2 separate regions of the Mus musculus genome follow, and region 2 is linked to region 1. Evidence: chromatin contacts called from public Hi-C data. All regions are on one chromosome and are shown on one strand. Each heading gives the region's core, a stretch centred on a gene start, on an enhancer-like site or on the middle of the called end of the contact. The rest is flanking DNA. Distances are from core to core; before and after follow the strand shown.

What was found. Hi-C and Micro-C count contacts between places; a contact is called where the count stands out from the background.
Region 2: a Hi-C map of cerebral cortex shows a contact between it and region 1, with 2.0 times the contacts expected there. The contact joins two enhancer-like sites. A contact is called at or near these places in 1 of 484 Hi-C or Micro-C datasets (cerebral cortex) and 1 of 115 datasets of contacts at active chromatin or transcription factors (fibro-adipogenic progenitors).

What each region holds. Positions count from the first base shown.
Region 1 is chr14:120,135,779-120,139,965 of GRCm38.p6, forward strand. It overlaps Gm4681 (a long non-coding RNA gene), which reads right to left. Exons shown (of 7, transcript XR_001781467.2): 2 at 206-318. Among named protein-coding and RNA genes, the nearest start is that of Gm4681, 4.3 kb to the right of the region's middle. Within about 2 kb of position 2,288, at least 195 of the 459 cell types and tissues checked have an H3K27ac peak or open chromatin away from gene starts, as enhancers often do. A contact at or near this core is called in cerebral cortex, where this site is marked.
Region 2 is chr14:120,571,069-120,575,035 of GRCm38.p6, forward strand. No RefSeq gene overlaps it. Among named protein-coding and RNA genes, the nearest start is that of Gm41252, 5.5 kb to the right of the region's middle. Within about 2 kb of position 1,358, at least 84 of the 459 cell types and tissues checked have an H3K27ac peak or open chromatin away from gene starts, as enhancers often do. A contact at or near this core is called in cerebral cortex, where this site is marked.

The DNA of each region.
Region 1 (4,187 bases), core at 1,038-3,537:
ATTCAGGGTGGACATCTCTGGGCTTTCTTGGCTCCTGTGAGGAATCACTTGTCATGAGCAGAGTCTTGCACAATCCTGCTTACTAGTTGATAATATTTCTGTGTCTTCCGCGAACACACAAACTATGAGTTATAAATACATGCCTAGAACAGAGCCTTAGTTCATCCCGGGACTGTCTGACATCCCCACCCGACCCTTCACTTACAAGCAGCTGGGCTGCACCTTTCTGGCATCCGGTGTGCCTGGCTGCGTGTTGAGCATCAGGTATGGGTGGCTGTGTTTTGAGCAATCCTGAGTTTCTTTTCTCCATTGCCCTACCTGGTATAAAATAAAACAGAGACCACTGAAGTTCTTACTAGTAAGGTAGATTGATTAGTTTTTGAAATTGCTGCAATCAAATGCCTGGCAAGAAGCACATTGAAGGAGAAAATAATTTTAGCTCCTGGTGTGAGAGTGTGGGTCATCGTGTAGGTGAACCAGAACAGCAGGAGTATAGGGGATGCTTGCTTACATCTTAACAGATGGCACACAGAGAGACTGGGGTCAGAAGTAGGACTGAGCTATGACCCAAAGGACCTGACTCCCCACGACCCCTTTTCTTCAACCAACCACAGTTTCATAATCACCCAAAGAGCACCGAACTTCAAGCCAAGAAGCATTCAAACACGTGAACTTGTTTAGAATATCTTCTATTGAAACTGTATCCTAAGAAAAGTGGCAGGGGAGACCAGAAAAGTGAGGGTAATGCTTTTGTTATTTTGTTATTAGTTTTATTATTTTGTTTCTTTTTGTTTTCTTTGAAGGGTGTAGGAGGAAGAGGTTTCTCCCTGCTGAGATGACAGCATCTAAGGCTTCAGTGTCCCCTCCCCACAGTTCTTCCCTGAAATCCTGTGAGTTCTTGTCCTAACAGCACTGCAGACTGGCAGAGCTCCATCATAGCTTACCATACTTTCATTCATTTATGACTGGCAAGGGCTGTGCATCCAGAAACTCTGCAAGATATGGTCTCGGTCTACACGTTGGCTATGACTGACAAAGGAGGTCTGATGACATTCATCACCAGGTCAGGGTGGACAACTTTGGGCTTCCTTGGCTCCTGTGCGGTATTGTGTTCTCATGAGCAGAGTCTCTGGGTACTCTGTGCAGACCGAGGAGAGTTCTGGAAGAGGTGCTAATGTATGCTTGGCAGTAGCTACTGAATGTGATAATCAGGCTCCGACTCTGCGGCGCTGACTCAGCTTTTTTCCTGCCAGGATGTGAAAGGTACCATCCAAAGACTGAGAACAGACACGTGGTGGTCATCTTGCTGTCTCCAGAGATCTATTCTTATTTGGTTGAAAAGCCCAGAACATCATCTATAAAATAAGAGGACGGTGCCTTGGAATCTCTACGGTGACTTTCAGTTCTTATCAGGTTTAATTGTGAAAGTTCCAGTTGAACTGTCAGAATGACAGCGATGCTTCATAACCCAGTGTGAAATAAAAATTTTTAAATACTTTTATGGGCTGGAAAATACCATTAATCCACATCCAGATTGGACAAGAGTGAACTGTCTCCCTCACTTCACACCAGGAGGCATCCAAAAAGTACAACTCTAAAGGGTTGGTCCAAATTGAAGAAAAATTTCTCTGGTGATCTGGACTATTGTTTCTGGGCCCTAAGAGGAGGGGATAACCCTGCTCCATCTTAAAATGTCAATCTCTAGAGCCTTCACTGTGTCTAGTTAGGAAAGACCAACACATGGGGTACGTTTCAACAAGTCAGAGTTTAAAACCTTGAAGGTCAAAGCAGAATACAGCTAAAAGATCTATGATCTTGAAGGAGCTGGAAGCTGGGGCTGCACTCTGGAAACCAGGCATTGCCACCCACCACGTCGATAGCTGGGCTTGAGGAGGTGTGGCGCCACTGGAAGACCATAGCCAGCTGCCCATCTCCACACCACTTCCTCTCAGTTAGTCCACTCCCCCTCCATACACACACTCCAAGCCTTGCATCTCTTAACCGGAAAACAGGAAGGCTCCTCCTACTTTTTAGGGTTGTACACAGACTTTCCCAGCGCCTCCAAGACTGGACGTGTACGTGTCCTTTTCTAGTCTCCGCCTTCCTCTTAACACTGGCTCAGTTGGAGCTCCAGGAAGTCAATGGTTTCCTTTCCTGAAGCGAGCTGGTAGCAGCCTGGTGTTGCATAACCTGCAGGATGAGCGCTGGGCCCCGAGGGAGCCAGCGCTGGCCTCGCAGACAGGCTGGCGCGAGTCCGGCATTCCGTCCAGCAGGGGGCAGCAGAGCTCGTCGGCGCCGCTGCGCAGCCCGTCTGGGAGACTGGAGCCATTACAACCCCTCCGGGAAAGGCTGGAGTCCTCAAGCATCCCATTCTCATTTGTGGAAGCATTTTTCCAGCCTCGTTTAAGCTAGGACACAGTGTTTCGGCAGCTGATGCGTAATCGCTTTGGTTTTTGGGGTTTTTTTTGTTTTTTTACTTTCTTGCTCTGCTTTTGTTCAGTTTTAAAGAGGCATTAATTACGTTCCTAGTCATATCAATGCGCACCAGACACCTTGTATTTCGTTATAGCATCCCTTCATCATCTTTGCTCCAATTTCCAGATGATAACCGTGCTATAAGTAACTGAAAGATGTAACTATTTCAAAACAGGGCTGAGACTGGGGCTGGAGCGAATAAGGAAAGGATGTATGGGTTGGTTTTGGGAGGTTGTTTTGTTTTGTTTTGTTTTCCTTCTGTTTTTAACAGTCTTCTGTCCAGACGTATTGGACATGATGTAATAAAAGCCCGATGTAGGTCCAGCGCTTTTATAAATGCTTGAGGATAGGAACTAAAATGATATTGGAAGATTTCTTGAACTGAAAGACAACATATAATTCAGTTTTTCCTTTGAGCAGTTGACCCAGGCACGGGTGGGGGGTCTATGATCTTCACCCCAGAACTGCTGGATCACAGCCTGACGTTCCTCAGCTCCCCAGACGGTTTCTGTGTGCTTGGAAGTCTGGGGAACAGCCTGGGGGGGGGGGGCTCCTAGTTTGCCTTCAAATTTTGGAAGGCCTGGGCTGGAAAGATGGCTAAGCAGTTAAAAGCACTAACTGCCCTTCCAGAGGTCCTAAGTTCAAATCCCAGCAACCACATGGTAGCTCACAACCATCTGTAATGAGATCTGATGCCCTCTTCTGGTGTGTCTGAAGACAGGTACAGTGTACTTACATATAATGAATAAATGGATCTTTTTTTAAAAATTGGAGGGCCAATATCTGAAAAATCTTGAGTGTATTTGTTTGACCTTGTTCGGAAGGGCAGGAATAGCTTCAGTATATATGACCCCTGAAAAAAGAGGAGATTCTCCAGTTCCCCAGAAGAAAAGGGAATTGTGGGTTGGGGGGGTGGGGTTTATCTCAAACCTACTGGCTTCATACTAGTTACCAGCAAGTTCAAACTGGGATGTCTCACCTAAAAACTTCTTCCCTCTGATTCTTATTACTTGTAAGATAGGGATGTGGTTTTTAAAACCCACTGGGTTGTGATCCCCTCCCTCGCCGCATGGCCGTATGTGTGTGTGTGTGGAGGGGTGAGTGTGAGTGTGGGTGTTTGTGTGGGTATCTTGTACAACTCATTCACGGATACAAACAGTGGCAAAGGTGCAGGGTGATGTGGTTTGCCCCGTGGTAAGCGTCATCACAGTCAGAAGAAGCTACTATCAGAGGGATCATCACAGTGGTCCGAAGGTCCGGAGAGACTCCGTGGTGTTAGAGCACAGTGCGAGGACAGATGCGATAGACAAAAGGAGGAGAGGGCAAAATTCACACTAGCACCCAGACAACGAAGGGCAGACGTTCCCCTACCAGACCCTTAAAAATATTGGTTCTTTCGCAGCAATGCTAGAGTTGTGAGTTTCAGACCCTTCGAGGCAAGCCCTTTGAGTCAAGCGGAACCAGCACAGTCAGGCCGAGGGAGCCCAGTCAAGCCTAGCGCCGGAACCGCAGCCTGTCTACGGCTTCTCGTCACATGGGCACAATTAGCCGTGAGTGGAAACAATGAGACAGCCCCAAAGAAGATCACAACATGAATGTGACCACTGGACCTCGAAGCGGCACTTGTCTTTTCAACACCATGTTATTAACCAGGAAGGCAGGAGTGGCCTCCCCTGGGAGGCAGGCGCCAGCTCCAGGCAGCCTGAGGCCCT
Region 2 (3,967 bases), core at 108-2,607, 430 kb after region 1:
GCCTTAGGGGCAGAACAGGCATTATGTGGAAAGCAGAGCCAGCCCCCAGGTGAAGAGAATAAATAACACAGGAATCCCAGGGGCAGGAGCTAGCTTGGTATATTTGCCATTTTCCACTTAGACCCCCAGGAAGTGATAGTCATCGAAGTGAGCTATAGACAAGATCGCTGTGGCCAAGAACCAGGATCGGCTCTAGCAACCCAGCACATCTGCAGCTGGAATCTGCTTCTAGCTCTGATTCTGACTAAGGGGGACTGGAGCCTCATTTGTCCTGATGACCTAGGATGACGCCCCAAGTGCCATCCACGATACATACACTGATTAGCAAGGCATGAGGTGGCCACTGATGGATCTGGGGAAGGAGGAAGGCATGTGACTGTCCTCTAGAAGAGAATGTTACATGATAGAAACAGTAAAGCTACAAACAATGACTAACTGATGCTTATCCAGTTCCTTCCACACAGTGACTGACCTCTGTCACAGGTCCCCTAGTCCTTAACCAGCTGCATGGTAAACATTGTCACCTCTAACAATAGAGAAGAAAGCCCTCCCTCACACTCTGTTCTTTCCAACCTACTAGCCACTAAAGTTCTTTTGAGTAATTTTAAAATAAAATTAAAACATATTTAAATTACTCTGTGTTATCCAGAAATCATTTGCATCATGTAGAATGCATGTAGAATGTGCTTATTTTAGAAACAATGGCATTTTTCTCTTGAGTCATGAGTCCAGGAACATTTTTTTTTAACTCACTAAGCCACTGCACACATCTCTGACTCTTGCTACAGGGTGAGCATTTGGTCACCACCCCACAGCTATGAACTCCTGAAATAGGTCTAGATGGCTAATTTTAAATTTAAAATTACACTTTGCTGCCTGCTTAGCTAGCCTTGGGTGTTTCTGGTTGGTGACACTATCTAAAGCTACATTATCTTGGACTGTTATTATCGAAGAAAGAGCAACATCTAGAGCAGAGATAAGGGACCAGGGGAGAGAAGAGTGAGGAGCTGAAGGGAAGAGGAGGGGAGACAGGAAGGAAAAGAGGCAGTGAGAGGTACAGACCATCCCTGCTCTCTCAGGGACCACTGAGGCAGACCCAGGATTCTGTTTGTTGGCCACTGGACTCTGCACCCCAGGACACCCTGACCCCAATCTGCCTGTTTGCCCTGGGAAGGTCACCTACAATGGAGGGGCAAAGAAAAAATACTAAGACAGAGCAAAGGGACAATGCAAAGAGGAACAAAAGGAGGTTAGGCACCGGGGACCTGAGTCATGGCTTTGGAAACCAAGAGGTTTGTAAACGGAAGCCTGGGGACCCTTCAGGAAGTGGTTGTCACCTGTGCTCTGCTGTGCTCAGCAGAACAGAGAGCTGCTGACAGAGGAAAGAAGGAAAAGCAGCTGTTTGGGGATCAGAAAGATCTGGTTCTAGTTTCCGAGCAGTCACCAAGTCACGTGCCTGAGCACGGAAGTCAACACACAGAGACCGAGCCTCATCTTCCGAATCAGGACCTTGGGAAGATGACTTTGATCTTAGCATCCGCGCGCCTCTTCCTTGCCCCTTCAGTTAGCAGCATGCTTCACTTGTGTTCTAGAGTGAAACCTAAAGCCAACTCCAACCTGTGAGGTCATGGGGCACTCTTAGCCCATGCACCCTAAGGATGAAGCACAAGAGGGCCCCCATTAACAAGGCCACCACAGGACTGTAGGTGAGTATCTCCCATGAACTAAACGTATTTCTTTATTCATAAAAGTCAAACATCACCTCTTTTTGATGCATGCCACAAGGAAATCTAAGCAATGCAAACACTAAAGCTACATGAAGATCAGGAATAAGGTTTAGAACTTTGCCTACGTGGTCTAAAGAATGATCGACTCTTAGGCAATACTTAAAGATAGATCGTAAGTGTTAGCATTTTGTCTAAGCTCTGTCCCACAGTTACCTGGCAACAGCCAGGTGTGCCTGACTCACTATAAAAGGGGCTGCTTGTCTCCTCCTCTCTCTCGATTGCTCTCTTGCCTTCCTGCTCCTGCTCGCCACATGCTCATGCCTGGCCTCTACCTCTCTCTCTCTCTCTCTCTCTCTCTCTCTCTCTCTCTCTCTCTCTCTCTCTCTCTCTCTCTCTCTCCCCTTTCTCTGTCTCTACTACCCTCTTGACTCCCCTCCCCATGCCCTGAATAAACTCTATTCTATAGTATATCATCCTATGGCTGGTCCCTCATGAAGAAGGGATGCCTCAGCATAGGCCAGTAGAGGCACTTCTTGCCCCCTTACCTGACTACACATCCACCAAAACATATCCCCTCTCTCTTTATCTTTTTATAAACATATCAATAAGCAACCAAATTACATATGTATGTGTATCTACATATCTATAGGTATAGACCTCATGTGTATTTAATGTTTTATTATGACTTGTTTTGTGACAGAATGTAGCACACAGCCCTTTGCATTCATTTAACTCACATATAAGCTATTGAGTGGAAGAACTGTAAGATATTTGCTTGCAAAAAGGTGACCCTTCTCTCAAAATTTAGAGACCCACATCCCACTCCTACAAAGCCTTTTATTTTTCTTTCCAAGGGAAGCCCAGAGTCTTGTACCTTGTGCTCCTAACACTGTGTATTCAGAATTATTTATTTATTGAATTTCAGAGTCACACTCCTTCTCAAGAGTACAAGGTCACAGGCAAAGGACTCTGGCAGTTTTGGTCATAAACATACTTGTGACCTGACTGCAGTTAAGCTCAAGGGCGTCAGGGAGACAAGGAGGGAGCTGAAAACAATCCTCGGGTTTCTGAATGCCTCATCTGTGTGCCTCTTAGTCAAAGACTGGAGCATCTGCTTGCAACTTAATTGGCTTCCCCCACCCCCTTCTTTCTTTACGTGAGAAAATAAAAATGATTTGACCCCCAAATCATGGGAAAATGGATCAGAGAGTAAAGCGGAATGAGTCTGTTCTGCAGTAGGTGTAGTTGAGGGGTGGGATGCAATTAAACACAGCATTTCTGCCACCATGGCAAACATCACTGGGGAACGAGGGCTTGCCTTGCACTGGGGATGGCAGCCTTGGGTCCTGCCTGTGGAATGAGGAAAGCATCAAACTGATATCTTCCTTCTGACCACTGAGGCTCAGAAACATGGGCGGCCCTTGGTGGCTTGATGGCTTGCTCCTAAGCCATCAACAGAAACTAAAGCAAAGCAGAGTGGGTTTGAGTTAGGTGTTCTCGCCTGAGCTAGTATCTCGCCGGCAAGAATTCACTCGGACAACCGGATCCTTCTACGGCAAAGCTTTTATTGCTTCAACATAAGGAAGACCCCGAACCCGGAAAATGGCGCTGCTTATATAGCCCTCAGTGTGACGTTTCAGCACCTGATGTGGCGTGACAGCACCTGATCCGTTGCTCGCCCATCACCCCATTACTACGCCCCGAAATGGGCAGTGACTGGGCGTGAATTTACTCTTGCACTTGCGCATAAGGCTTGTTTACTAGTTAGGCGCAGTGGAAGCCAGCGCCATCTTATAATGGCGATTGCTCACGGCACGGCTCTCCACAAGGTGTCTTTAGTTTTACGGACAACAACAACAACAAATTCAGCAAAAGGCTCCCGCCTGTGAACCTGCCCACCCTCCCACTACAATGATATTCTCATTTTACAGACACCAACGCTGAGTGTTAGGGATGCAGTGTCTTCCAACCCCAAATCCCATGACCTTCACGCATGTTCGAAGAAGGAACTTCAGGCATTTTGAGCTGGGGTGCCTATTGCCCATTCTAAAATTTCCTAAGATGCCTGGGCTAACAGGGTTCCATGTGTGGGGACAGCTCCCACGCTTACCTGTAAGCCATCAGAGGTGCGGTGGCAGCTTGCTCATACATCTCATAATAATGATGAAAAGTTAAGTGACTGGAACTAGCACCTTTGAAGAGCTGCATGTGTTAAAGAGGAGGAGGTTAGGTGTGTGTTA